Regions from separate parts of the Zea mays genome. Here all the other regions are linked to region 1. Evidence: chromatin contacts called from public Hi-C data. All regions are on one chromosome and are shown on one strand. The core of a region is the stretch at or near the end of the contact, and the rest is flanking DNA. Distances in the headings are between cores, read along the strand shown.

The links. A called contact is a pair of places that touch in the nucleus more often than the background predicts.
Region 2: a contact with region 1 is called in a Hi-C map of leaf, with 4 times the contacts expected there. The contact joins the enhancer-like site here to the promoter of LOC100281850 in region 1. A contact is called at or near these places in 3 of 25 Hi-C or Micro-C datasets (bundle sheath, endosperm and leaf).
Region 3: a contact with region 1 is called in a Hi-C map of leaf, with 6 times the contacts expected there. The contact joins the promoter of LOC103637845 here to the promoter of LOC100281850 in region 1. A contact is called at or near these places in 9 of 25 Hi-C or Micro-C datasets (bundle sheath, ear, endosperm and 3 more).
Region 4: a contact with region 1 is called in a Hi-C map of ear, with 2.8 times the contacts expected there. The contact joins the promoter of LOC100285333 here to the promoter of LOC100281850 in region 1. A contact is called at or near these places in 5 of 25 Hi-C or Micro-C datasets (bundle sheath, ear, endosperm and 2 more).

Annotation. Positions count from the first base shown.
Region 1 is chr9:6,392,583-6,395,657 of Zm-B73-REFERENCE-NAM-5.0, reverse strand. LOC100281850 reads left to right here and starts at 1,411. Exons shown (of 2, transcript NM_001154770.2): 1 at 1,411-1,711; 2 at 2,029-2,637. The coding sequence starts at 1,601. The coding sequence ends at 2,181.
Region 2 is chr9:6,779,793-6,782,867 of Zm-B73-REFERENCE-NAM-5.0, reverse strand. No RefSeq gene overlaps it. Among protein-coding and RNA genes, the nearest start is that of LOC100276146, 7.2 kb to the right of the region's middle. Within about 2 kb of position 1,422, at least 16 of the 20 cell types and tissues checked have an H3K27ac peak or open chromatin away from gene starts, as enhancers often do. A contact at or near this core is called in leaf, where this site is marked.
Region 3 is chr9:6,723,570-6,726,644 of Zm-B73-REFERENCE-NAM-5.0, reverse strand. LOC103637845 (protein CELLULOSE SYNTHASE INTERACTIVE 1) reads right to left here and starts at 1,676. Exons shown (of 8, transcript XM_020544078.3): 1 at 1,073-1,676; 2 at 480-613. The coding sequence starts at 545.
Region 4 is chr9:6,667,694-6,670,768 of Zm-B73-REFERENCE-NAM-5.0, reverse strand. LOC100285333 reads left to right here and starts at 1,533. Exons shown (of 3, transcript NR_182204.1): 1 at 1,533-1,899.

The sequences.
Region 1 (3,075 bases), core at 162-2,661:
GACCTCCTGAAAGGCTAGCGTGCAGCACTTCTTTCCTTCCACATTTAAAGGTAGAAAGCTAAAATTATGTATAGATAGGAATTTAAACCATAGTTTTTGGCTTTAAACTCGCGTCTGTACTCATCTAACCAACAGAACATATATATATATATATATATCTTTATGTTTTATACTCTACACTCAATTATGAATGAAAACCGTTGCAACCTACGAGTACCTAATTAACTAGTAAATAATACTTTACCCTGATTTCAGAGCTTACTAGAAAATCTAGAGTACGGCGATAGTGTAGGAGGCAACAAAGTTCTTTTTTTAAAAGGATCTTCACCAGTTATATATATATATATATATATATATATATATATATATATATATATATATATATATATATATAATGTACGTTGCATTCATATATACTAGATGCATCTCATATATTTTTTGTTTGTTTATGAGAAGTTTTTGAAACACATTTAGACATTGATTACAATATTCTGGATTTTTCTCTACTGTCTTTTGTAGCTGAATCTAATTTCTAGAAACTTTTGTTATCTAGTCCAAATCTATCATTAATAATTTTCCCAAAAATCGAGAAACCTAAAATGATTTTGTATGTTTAAAGAACCTTAATAAGTTAAAATCACATAAAAAACACAGTTTTTATCGTCGTGGTGCGACACCTCTTTCCTTCCATATTTATTTAAAGGTAGAAAGCTAAAATTATGTATAGACAGGAATTCAAACTATGGTTGTTGGTTTTAAACTCATGTTGGTACTCATCTAACCAACAAAACATACATATCTTAATATTTTATACTATACACACTCAATTACGAATGGAAACGGTTGCGACGTACGGGATCTAGACAACGACGATATATAGTGTAGGAGGCAACAAAGTTCTTTTTTGAAAGGATCTTCACCAGTTACCTACTGGTAGCCGAATTCCTTGGCACGCGGCAAGTGGAGTGGGAGGTTGGTCTGTGGCCGTAACTCATAACTAGACGGTGGGCCCGTGGGCGTCCGCTATTGACAGCAACAAGAGAGGGACCGGACGCGCCGCGGGCCCTCTCCCTCCCCGAAACCCCCAAATTCTCTGTAGGTGATGCCTGCAACGGCAGCGGGCCGGTTTCTTCACCACATCACTCGCTGTCTCTTGGCATCATCACGGATCGCGTTACATCTTCCTGTCCTTGTGCGCTTGTGCCCGCCTGACTCCAGCCACCTCTAGCTCAAGCTTCCCCCTCAAGCTCGGGCTGCTGCTCGGCTAGGACCAAACTACTTTGTAGCAGAGCTAACTAACTCCTCCGTCTGGCTCTCGGCTGGTCTCGTCTCCCCTATAAATTAAGCCCCCCGCCCCCTTTCTGCTTCCCATCGATCGCCACACTTGAGAGCTTGCCGTCCAGCGTTCATCGGATAGCTCCTGAGCTCGATCTCGGGTCGCGCACAGCTGCTCTCCCCTTCCTCCCGCTCAGCTCGCTCTTCGGTGCTGCTCTCGATCGTCGTCTCGCTCCATCACCGGCGGTCGCTTAGCCTCCGCGATCCCGGCCGGTGGTCTTCTTCGCCGCATTATCTCTCTCTCTCTCTCTCTAACACAAGGACGATGTCGAGCCGGAGGTCCCGCGCGTCGACGGTCTCGGAGGAGGAGATCAACGAGCTTATCTCGAGGCTGCAGACGCTGCTCCCCAGCGCGCGCCGCCGTGGCGGCAGCCAGGTATGAATATACGATACAACGCATGCGCATTCAAACCAAGATGTGCATGATCTAGCTAGCTAGCTAGGTAGTTTTACTTCTCTGATCTCACAGTATTGAGTAGTGACACTGACACCATCACACCGACACGACACACATGCATAAATTAAAGAGTGCTATACACTGCGGTGCCAGTGCCACCGTACCGCTTATTGCAAGTATGCATAAAGAGTGCTATTGGCAGCTGGTAGCTCACTCGCTCCAAGCCAAGAGATCGTCGTGGATCGTCTGATGATGTAAACAAAACAACGGTGGTGTGCGTACGATGTGATATGCAGGCGTCGACGACGAAGCTGCTCAAGGAGACCTGCAGCTACATCAAGAGCCTGCACCGGGAGGTGGACGATCTGAGCGACCGCCTGTCGGACCTCATGGCCAGCATGGACCACAACAGCCCCGGCGCCGAGATCATCCGCAGCCTCCTCCGCTAGCCCAAGTCCGTCCGTCCGGCCATGGCGTGACGGCCGGCCTCTCGCCATCGCCAGATCTCAGCGCATTGCCGAGTGTGTGTGTGTGTACCACATATAGCAGCTGAATATACCCAAGGACGACGTACGCCGACGACAGGCTAAGGCTGGTTTATTAATTGGTAGGGCATTATTAAGTACTACTCCGTATTAACTAGGGCTGCCTAGCTTAAGTATGGTTTCTCTCTCTTCCACTCTTGGCTGTTTGTTTCCTTGCTATACTCTCCTAGTAGCTTAGCTCCTTTTCCATTTGTTTGTACTTGGCTGCTTCGTCCCATGTTCGTCGTCGTCGTCGTGGTGGTGGTGTAAACCTATGTGTGTGGTCTGGATCGAGTTGTTTCCTCCTTGACAGACAACCGACCAACCCCGATCGATCTGTCAACTTGTACTACGTACGTACTGGTAATATATCAATATCTATATATATATCTACATGTCTCATCTGCCATCACGCAGCAGCTTAATTTGTTTACAGCGTGCTAGCTACACTCCTCGCTAGCAGCTTGTTCGGTTCCATCCAATCTAACCGCGCGCGTTCGTCGTTACGTGCCGCGACGCCTAATTAAGCAAGCCATCATAATCAGGACAGTAACGATAAAGACGACAGCCAAACGGCGGCCGGGTCAGTTTCGCGGACACTTGCTGGCCAGTAGTGTGTGATGAGAGAGGCCAGGAGGTCGGAGATAGCTAGTTGGCATGGCATGGCAGTGAGAGCGCGCTGCTGTCAGTTGTCACTTGTCATCTACCTCTCGCTTTGCATGGGATGCCATGCCGTGGCCCCGATCGACGACGCGCGCCGACAGGTCTGGCTGTGCGCATGCGCGGGTCACTCGGGCCTGTCGTCGCCTCCCGGTGAAT
Region 2 (3,075 bases), core at 173-2,672, 390 kb before region 1:
TGCTCTAATTCAAAGCTACAAAAAACATCTAACTAGCATCATCTCTAGCTTTGTGTTCTTTATCAAGTACATGAAAGTGTGGAATTAAGTGCAGTTTTAATGCCATTTCGTGCCTCTATATGGGCTATTTCGTGCCTGCCCTAAACAGGTCGTGCTCGTGTCCGCACATAGGCCATGATCTCGGCCCAAACCCAGCCCGATATATCGGGTGGGCTGTACTTTTTTCTTGTTTCAGGCCAGCCCATCAGGTCCGGCCCAAATGTACACCTATAACCGTTGGACTATCCATGCCTTTGTGGTGGACTGTTCACCAATGACTTATTGAGTTGTCTAGCATGGTTTTAATTGAAATATAATTGTTTCATTTTGAATGCATATTGTTCGTGGGTTGTATCTCTCACTGTTCGAGAGTGTGTTGTTTTCTTAAAAAAAAGTCTTATATCAGCTAGTTGTGGGATGTGAGGCTATAAATAGAAGGTGCGCGGGTGTGTGCACCTTAGCCTAAGCACCATGATCACTTATTAAGCATACGTACTTGAGCCATCCCACACCTCTTACTTATCAAGTCGGTTTATAAAGCAAGTAGATTGTTGGTAGAGGAGCAGATGGAAGTTATTAAATCCACCTTAACGAGACTAGGGGTGCATGAATTACGTCTCTCGTGTGGTGAATTACGTCATCGAGACCACGAGATATATTCCGTCTCTCTCGTGTGGTGAATTCTTTTCGTGCTTTTTTATTTCCATTGTTGTGATTATTTCTTACGCACTTACATTCGTAGAGATTATGACACCTTATTATCCTAGGTTGCGAATCCAATAATTCCTAGCTTAGCAAAGGCTAGAAGATTTGATTTTTTTCTTACGATTCTAATTAATTTTGCTTAGTGGCTTTTGTTTTTAGTAAAATCTATATCTATTTACCACACACACACACACCCCGCTTGTATGAATTAGGCATCGACACGCGTCCAGCAATTTTACTGGTACGAATTCCGGTTTTACAGTATACTTAGGCTCCGTTTCAATCTCACGGGATAAACTTTAGCTTCCTGCTAAACTTTAGCTATATGAATTGAATTGCTAAAGTTTAGCTTCAATTACCACCATTAGCTCTTCTGTTTAGATTAAAAATGGCTAAAAGTAGCTAAAAAAAAACTGCTAAAGTTTATCTCGCGAGATTGGAACGGGCCCTTATAGTACTTGATTGTTGTCGACTTGTCGTGGCGTACGGACGGACGCATTTACTAGCGTAACCTGTACTACTGTCGCGTTGCAATTTGTCGCCATGCTTTGCCACGTCACGCACGATGCGTACGTACATGGGCAATTTTTAAAACCAGGCGCGGATCGGCCATGGCTTCCTCCATCCACGGCAGGCGGAGCGGAACCCCGGCCCCCGGGGGACAGACAGGGTCGTGGGGACGAAAGCCACGCAGCACCAGACCCCACCACCACGAGCTGCCGATGATGCATGCAAAGGTAAAGCTAGTAGTACGCTTAAGCTAATTAATCTCATGATTCCCCATCCATCAAAGCGAGTGCCGCTACCCAGTTTCTTGAACCGCGAGCAGGCTAGGCTAGCATCTGCTACGCCTCTCTGTTCGTGCACGCGAGGGAACCGTCGTCGGGTCATTGTGGCCCTTGGATCAGGAGCGACGTGCAGTCACACGTTTCGAGCTCGGATTGGCGTCTCCGGCCCGTGGCTGGCGTGAGGGGGGATTTGTCCCTGCAATTATTATATACTCCATATCGGGGTTTGGGACTCTTTGGGAAGCGTCGTCAACAAACGCCAGAGCAAAGTTGCACCAACTTGCATGTTGTAAATAACGGCTTTGGTGTGCCCTCCCTCCTCCATCGGTGAAGCTGCGAGCCCTTTCCCAGTGGTTAGGAATAAAGATGTAACAGAAAAAGGATATCTCCCAATAGTTTCTTTAAATACTTATCTGAATGTACATACAGATGCTCTTAGGCTATTGGCGTGCGGCAGCACGGTGAGATAGAAATGCATCTATACATACCGTCTGGATCCTTGGAATTGAATTTCATTCTACTAATCGTAATTTAGGTATAGATCAATTAAGCTAATACGGTTTTTATACAAAACATATATATATTTGTATACTATTGTTAGTCATATGAGGAAAAAAAATATTTATATGCTACATTTTTTATTATAGAGAATTAGCGAGTCGAAGAGCGCGTTATAAGTTGAGGAGTAGAAACATAGACTAGTGATACATCAAATCAATTTCCACCCTCTCACTCCTATAAATTTGAGATAGACCTATATCTATGCTTTTTGCAAAGTGGTGGATTGTAGAAATTCTAAACCAAATAACATATTCTATTAAGTAGATTCCGATTCCTTGAAGGGACCAAAACGGCTGTCTCGTGTGTTATTCATGTTATATAAAAAAAACAAATATAGTAGATTTCTAAAACTAAAAGTCTTCTTATAGGAAAGCAAGTATTGATTTTATGTATCACTAAGCTATGTTTCTACTCCGCAGATTATAACACGCTCTTCAGCTCGCTCCTCGGCCTATAGTAGAAATAACACTGTGGCCTGGGCTGCTTCGCCCGCCAGAAGAAAAGCATGGAAGATAGAAGCAAGCGAGCAGCTAGTGTGTGTGTATATATATATATATATATATATATATATATATATATATATATATATATATATATATATATATATAGAGAGAGAGAGAGAGAGAGAGAGAGAGGGTGTAGGTGTAGAGGATCACAGTGTAATCTTGCTTAGGCTGTCTCTAAATCTTGGGTCTGCCACCACTGCGCCACCTACGGTGTGAGAGCTAGAGCACATGAGAGCACTACCAAAGATATAGATTGGTGGATAGCTCAATAGTGGCTAATTGTTAGTCGGAGGACGGGCAAACTGTTTGCTCATTAGCCATTTGACCTTGCTAATAGGTGCTAGGACTATCTCCAGCATCATACCCATGCATATACCTATATATTCAAACTCCACTATTGCGAGCACTGCGGAAGAATGCAAATCTGCTGGAGTCGGCCTAATAGATCGTGTAAAGAGAAAAAAGACATCTATTGT
Region 3 (3,075 bases), core at 427-2,926, 330 kb before region 1:
CGTGATTTAACTATTCAATTTTATTATGTGAAAAAAGATCTCGGATCTGTTCAGCCCATTTTACCATCATTTAACATATGTATATACACGACAGATGAATACAATCATGTTCCTGTTTTCTTACAAAGGATGACACAAATGACATAACAGTTTCCTAGTTTCTCAAGACAGATATTGGAAACTAGAATGTCAACCTTAGCTAAATGGGCTTTAAAAAAAGTACAGCTCCATGAAAACTCCACTTATAATTTTGCACAAGGGGGACACTTTCCTCCAGTGGACTGAATAGCGAATACTAACCTTGCTTTCAAAGAATATTCTACTGCAACACTATTCCCAGTTACATCAAAAAAATGAACGAAATACCATGCAAATGAAACAATGTCTTTCAAGCGGCAGGAAAACAGAATTGCGGAACATAAGAAAGCCAGAGGCTGCCAAATGAGAAGCTCAGAGACAGAATCCAAGACGGAACCAACCAGATCGGCGCTGCCATGGGTGCCGCCATTGCTTCCATTGAACCGCCATGTCAATGCCGCCGCCATACTCAAATATTAAACTCGTTCAGCAGAGTAGATCAGAGTATCCACTTCTCCAGTGCCTAGTTGTCAACCTGAAACACACTCGAGAGCAAACAATTGGCGTCAGATCCACGATGGCACACGATCCAATCAACAGCAATGCATCGAATAACCACAAATTCGTTACGGGCATGAGCAATTAACCCAGATCTAGACATACACATCTGCTACAGCTACCGCTACGATCAAGTGAATCAGACACCCCCGAATTGCAAAGCCATCAAACCAGTTTCGACGAGTAGCTGCATTTAGCGGCGATTACCCAGCGACATCCCAACCCGCCCAGCTAGATCACGAGCCGCCGCTACCAACCACTCAGTCTCTCAGCCACCGAAACCAGCACCCAAACCAGCAGCACTGCGCTGCGCTGCATTGACGGAGTTACTAACGTCGCGGCGCGCGAAACCCCTCCACCGACCAAAAAAATACCCAGAAAACTCGAGATAAATCCGGCCAAGTGAAACCAGTAAGAAAGAGATCGAGTGAGAGACCTCTCATGGAATCGCCGCGACGGGGAGTGGCCGCAGATCCAGCCGGGAGGGCGGCGCCCATACAAAGACAGCGCGCGTCTGTTGCTCTCTTTTGTTTTCAGACGATTTGGCCCGGTTTGGATCTGTTTCCCAGAACCGAGAAGCTGGACGCGGCCTTCCGCTTATTTTCGACGGGAATCTCCCGGAACCAAAGGCAATTTCGCTAATTTCCGCGCCCTAAAAGGATCGGCGTTTATATAGCAGGCGAGCTCTCGTCTTCCCAACGACTGCCGACAGTGGCAGTGCGGAAGCAAGTTGCCTTGCAGCCAGCTATGAGTGCCACTTCTGCAATGGAGTTCCTCTTCCTCCAGTAGTTCACTTACGAAGCTTTACACGGGACGGGAGTGTGTCACTGAAGCTTCATCTTGAATACCGACGAAGCTGAGGGTGTTTATGTAAGGTTATGGATTTTTGTGTTGTTGAGCTTTCGTGTTAGATTAAGCAGGGAATGGATTTGTTAATTAAGGAGCACGATACGGTGGATGATGGGGATGGTGGTTGATGTGTGCCAGTCTGCATGGGCTGGCCGCCGAGCGGGAGGTTTTTTTTTCGTCTTCTACAAGACAAAAAATCAACAGGTGGGAGAGGTATCTGCCAACTCCCAAATAGCTGTAAAATCAGTGACTAGGAGAGCATCCAGCACCAACAAATCAGTGGCCTATGAGAGAATCCAGCACCAATGGGCATTCTCTTTTTCTCGTTTCTTTTGTTAAAATTAAATTTCATTTTAATAATTATAATTTAGACGCAAACTAATTAAATTAATATATTTATATATTATTCTAAATTTTATGAGAGATAGTTATATACTATACTTATGTTATAGATAAGCAAACATAAATGTGTAGAAGAATGTGCTATAAGTTGAACATTATAAAGTAGCATATAAATCTATAGAATCAATTTGCATCCCTCAACCCATGAATTTGAGATAGGCGTACATACAAACATTGAAAATTTGTGAAATGTCACATTATAAAAATAAATAACATACTACATTAGTTAAATTCCAAAATAAAAGGGAAACAAACGGAGCCTTATAGAAATTATTGTGATGCCACACGTAGGGACGGACTCACTGTAAAATGGGGTGAGAACACTTTTGGACGAACGAGCACCAAAATATTAGAGCGAAAGCATCTAAATTAGACTAAGCAAAGGATCTCATAGCGAAAGCATCCAGATTAGACTAAGCAAAGGATCTCATGGTGAAAATTTAAACTCTACTATTTGCAATAGAGAAATGAGCAGAGGCTTGCAATAGAGAAATGATCAGAGGCTTAGGCTCTCACTCAGGCCTACGTAGGTCAGGTCTGGGCACACGTAAAATGTTTGTCTAAATTGAGAACCATACTTATTAACTCTATATAAGCTATTAGGCTATTGCCAGCAGGTTATATATATGGCCTTGCAAAACACTATTGATTGTATTGTTTGTAGAGTGATGTTTGAAATAAGAGGTAGGATAGAGGTAAAATGCATATGTGTTGGAGATAGGCATATACCATAAAGTAAAATAAGTCACAGATTCCATGTATTGTGTTGGATTAAGGACATGACTTATATTTTATTTAACTAAACTAAATTAATTCTAGATATATATTAAATACCTTCGAGCGCTCATATAGCCCTGGGACGTCCTAGGGCTCCTGGCATTCAGGACATACAGTGCCACAATGGTCCGTCCTTAAGATGTTAGGAGGCCCATGGCTCGGGAGACTAAAAAGATCAAGATATGATGAATTAGACTTTTTATTTTATTTTCTAAATTAAAACCTATAAACAAGCCTAATTATACCCCTTACGTCTAATAGTGTGATTAAAAGTTTTACACTCTAAATTCTAATTCTATACTAACATGGTAATTCTAGTAAGCAAGTATTCAAAAAAAATTGCTCAGATATAAATGATTAAAGTAAAAAAGGATTTGAATGCCTCGGTATTTTCAGAGAGTCGGCACCCCT
Region 4 (3,075 bases), core at 284-2,783, 270 kb before region 1:
GCGTGGCGGAACCTGACAGGAGAGACCGGGTGTGTCGGAAGGGAACTACTCGAATGGATCCCGCGCCCGGCCCAAGACTTACTCGCCATAAATAGTCGATCGCATTCAACCACGCATGGCACCGAGCCACAACGCGGCGCCGGTCCACTTCCCGCTCATGACCTTCGAGCACTTCGGGTCGCATAGCACTCATGACCTACGAGCCTCTCGAACCGCGGCACATTGATGGCCCATGCACCCCTCGCCCTACGACACACTTATGGCCTATTGAACTAGGCCTGAGTACGTAGACCTCCCACAGGGCACTATACGACGGGCTACATCGAGCCCCAGGCTACGAAGGCTAGGGATTGGTATAGTCAAAATGATGATGCCTGAGGCCATCGCCGCCCCCACATCATTCGCCACAGGAAACATGAGACAACTAGGCAACCCTATCGCCCTAGGCCCCACGAGTACGTGTGGCTCCACACGAGGTAAAATGTTGGTTTTACCCTTGCTTTACGACTTCTTCCTAGGGAAGCCACCGCTGGTCGACCCCCCTCTCATCCTATAAAAGGGAGAGGCTAGCCTCCAGACAAGGGGATCGATCAGTCCAAAGGAGAGACCAGGAGGCCAGAGCCCAGCCAAGCCAAGACTTAGCTAGAACTCCACCCTTCAGCTTCTAAGCTCCACTTTGACCTCGATAAAGAGACTTAGGAGCGTCTCCTCCCTCACTCGACCGCTTTAATCCCTACTACGAGTTTGATCATCAATGGTGCTGGTAGAAGCCATCGATGACTGAAAGTAGGGATGTTCTACCCGAACCATTATAAACCTCATGCTCTCCACGCACACGCTCCGGAGCTCGAAACGCTACAATAAATTTACTTGTCGGAGCGAGGTACAAAACACCGACAATTGTTAAATAAATTTTGTAGTCACAACGTTTAACAACTAATTGTATTTTCCATTATAACATACTACCTTCATTCTCAAATATTTATCACCCTTAAATTACTTTTGAACTAAAATGCGACAAATAAAAAGAACATAATAGTATTTCCCTTGTTCTAAAATGTAATACCTGCACAGATTTTAAATTGAAATCGTATTACTTTAACTAATAATTAACCTAATCATATAAAAATCTTATAATACAAAAGGAGTTGTATTAGATTTTTATTTAGAAGTACTTTTTAATATCAAACTTTTATTTCTATGAATTATATATTATAAGATAAGAAAAATATTAGTCAAAGGAAGACCACAATAAAGTCCAATGTTACGGATATTAAAGTTTACTACGTGACACATAGGATGTTTAAATTACATAGCTGAGATTAAAAGACGAGACAAATTTATTAAATCTAATCAATGCATGATTAACAAATATCTACTATAGCATCATAGGGTCAAATTATGAACTAATTATGTTTAATAGATTTGTCTTAATTCTCATCAACTTTTGATTATGTGTCATCAGTTTTAAAAAAACCCCTTTGAATATGTGTTAAGAAGTACTAAATATCAAGATCGTAGAGGGTGTATGTATTAAATCGCCCACAATTCCCTGTCCTCCGCGGCTCCGCCTCGATACGGCCGTCTCCTCCCCGCTTTGCTCCCCACGAAGCAATTCTAAATCCTCGCGCAGAAGATCGGATCCTCCGTCGGATCCGGATCGGTGCTTGCCCTCCCTGCTCGGATTTCTGGCAGCCCTTTCCTACCCCCTGAATTCCTGTGCGGATTCCCTCCCCTGCCCTGGCGGTTGCTCCTGTTGCCTGGTGGGAACTTGAGAGAAGAGGAGGGGTTGGTGGGGTGGAAGGCGCTCGTGACCCGGCCCGTGGAGATGGCTGGCGTGAAGGAGCCGATCGAGGTGAAGTTCCGGCTGTCCGACGGCACCGACATCGGGCCCAGCAAGTACGATCCCAACACCACCGTCGCCGCGCTCAAGGAGTTCGTCCTCGCCCGGTGGCCGCAGGGTGGGGAGACCTGTCGAGTGTCGACTGCCCTGCCCCCTCTTCTTCTCTATCTATACTATGCGCTCGCTTCAGTTGCGTTGCGTATATATACAGCTCTGCTATGTTGACGCTTGCTGTTTTGGGAGGTTGCTTGTTCCGCTGTCCTGTCTTTACCCGTTCGGCCGTTTGGGAACAAGAAACGCCATTTTGGACCATGGTTCTAGTGGGTTGTGGGGTTGGAGCTGTTAGTTTTCGTGATGGGATTTGCTTTCTATCGAAGACCCACTGGCTATGTTGCTGCATCTAATGGGATGTGTGTGATAGTCGTATGATGAAGGGGGTGTTTGGTTAGAGGGACTAAAGATTAGTCTCTAGTTTTTAGTCCCTTTTAGTCCCTTTTTTGCCAAACACTAGGACTAAAATATGGACTAAAATGATTTAGTCTTTAGTCCTTCACATAGGTGCTAAAAGAGACTAAAAGCTCATAATTATCATGTTGCCCTTACCTTTTTATAGATAACTAATATTATGAGTATATTCTAAGGGTATTTGAGTCTTTGGACAATGTATTTAATGACTTTAGAATCTATTTAGTCCCTAAAACCAAACATATAGGGACTAAAGTTTAGTCCTAGGACTAAAGTTTAGTCCTAGAACTAATTGAAACCAAACATGCCCGAATTCAGTGCGCTGTTTGTTCTGTTCTTGGGGTAGTCGGTTATTCAGACCCTTGTCCAGGTGATGTTTTTTAAAGCACCCTTACCTATAGTAGCAACACTGCTACCTTCCATGCCAGAGTATAGATATAGAAATTATTTTCTTGTATTTGAGATGGATAGATATGCCTGTGCTTGGTTTTCCTCTTTATTGCATGGCGTATAGGGATGCGCAGAGGATTTTTGTTCCTGATTGTATGACCTGAATTTTTTTTCTACCTGCTAGAACTCTTAGTACATATTTGGTAATGGTCCTTTGCAAAGATGTGATGGTAGGGCCGTTTCCTGATATTCTGTGGCTCAATGTGACTGCCAGTTTTCTTACCTCGTCATGTCCATAGATGGGCATCAAAATATTTTGTGTTTTTTTTTTTTACTTTATTCTGAACAACTAGGGGATCCTCCTCTTAGTAGTACTT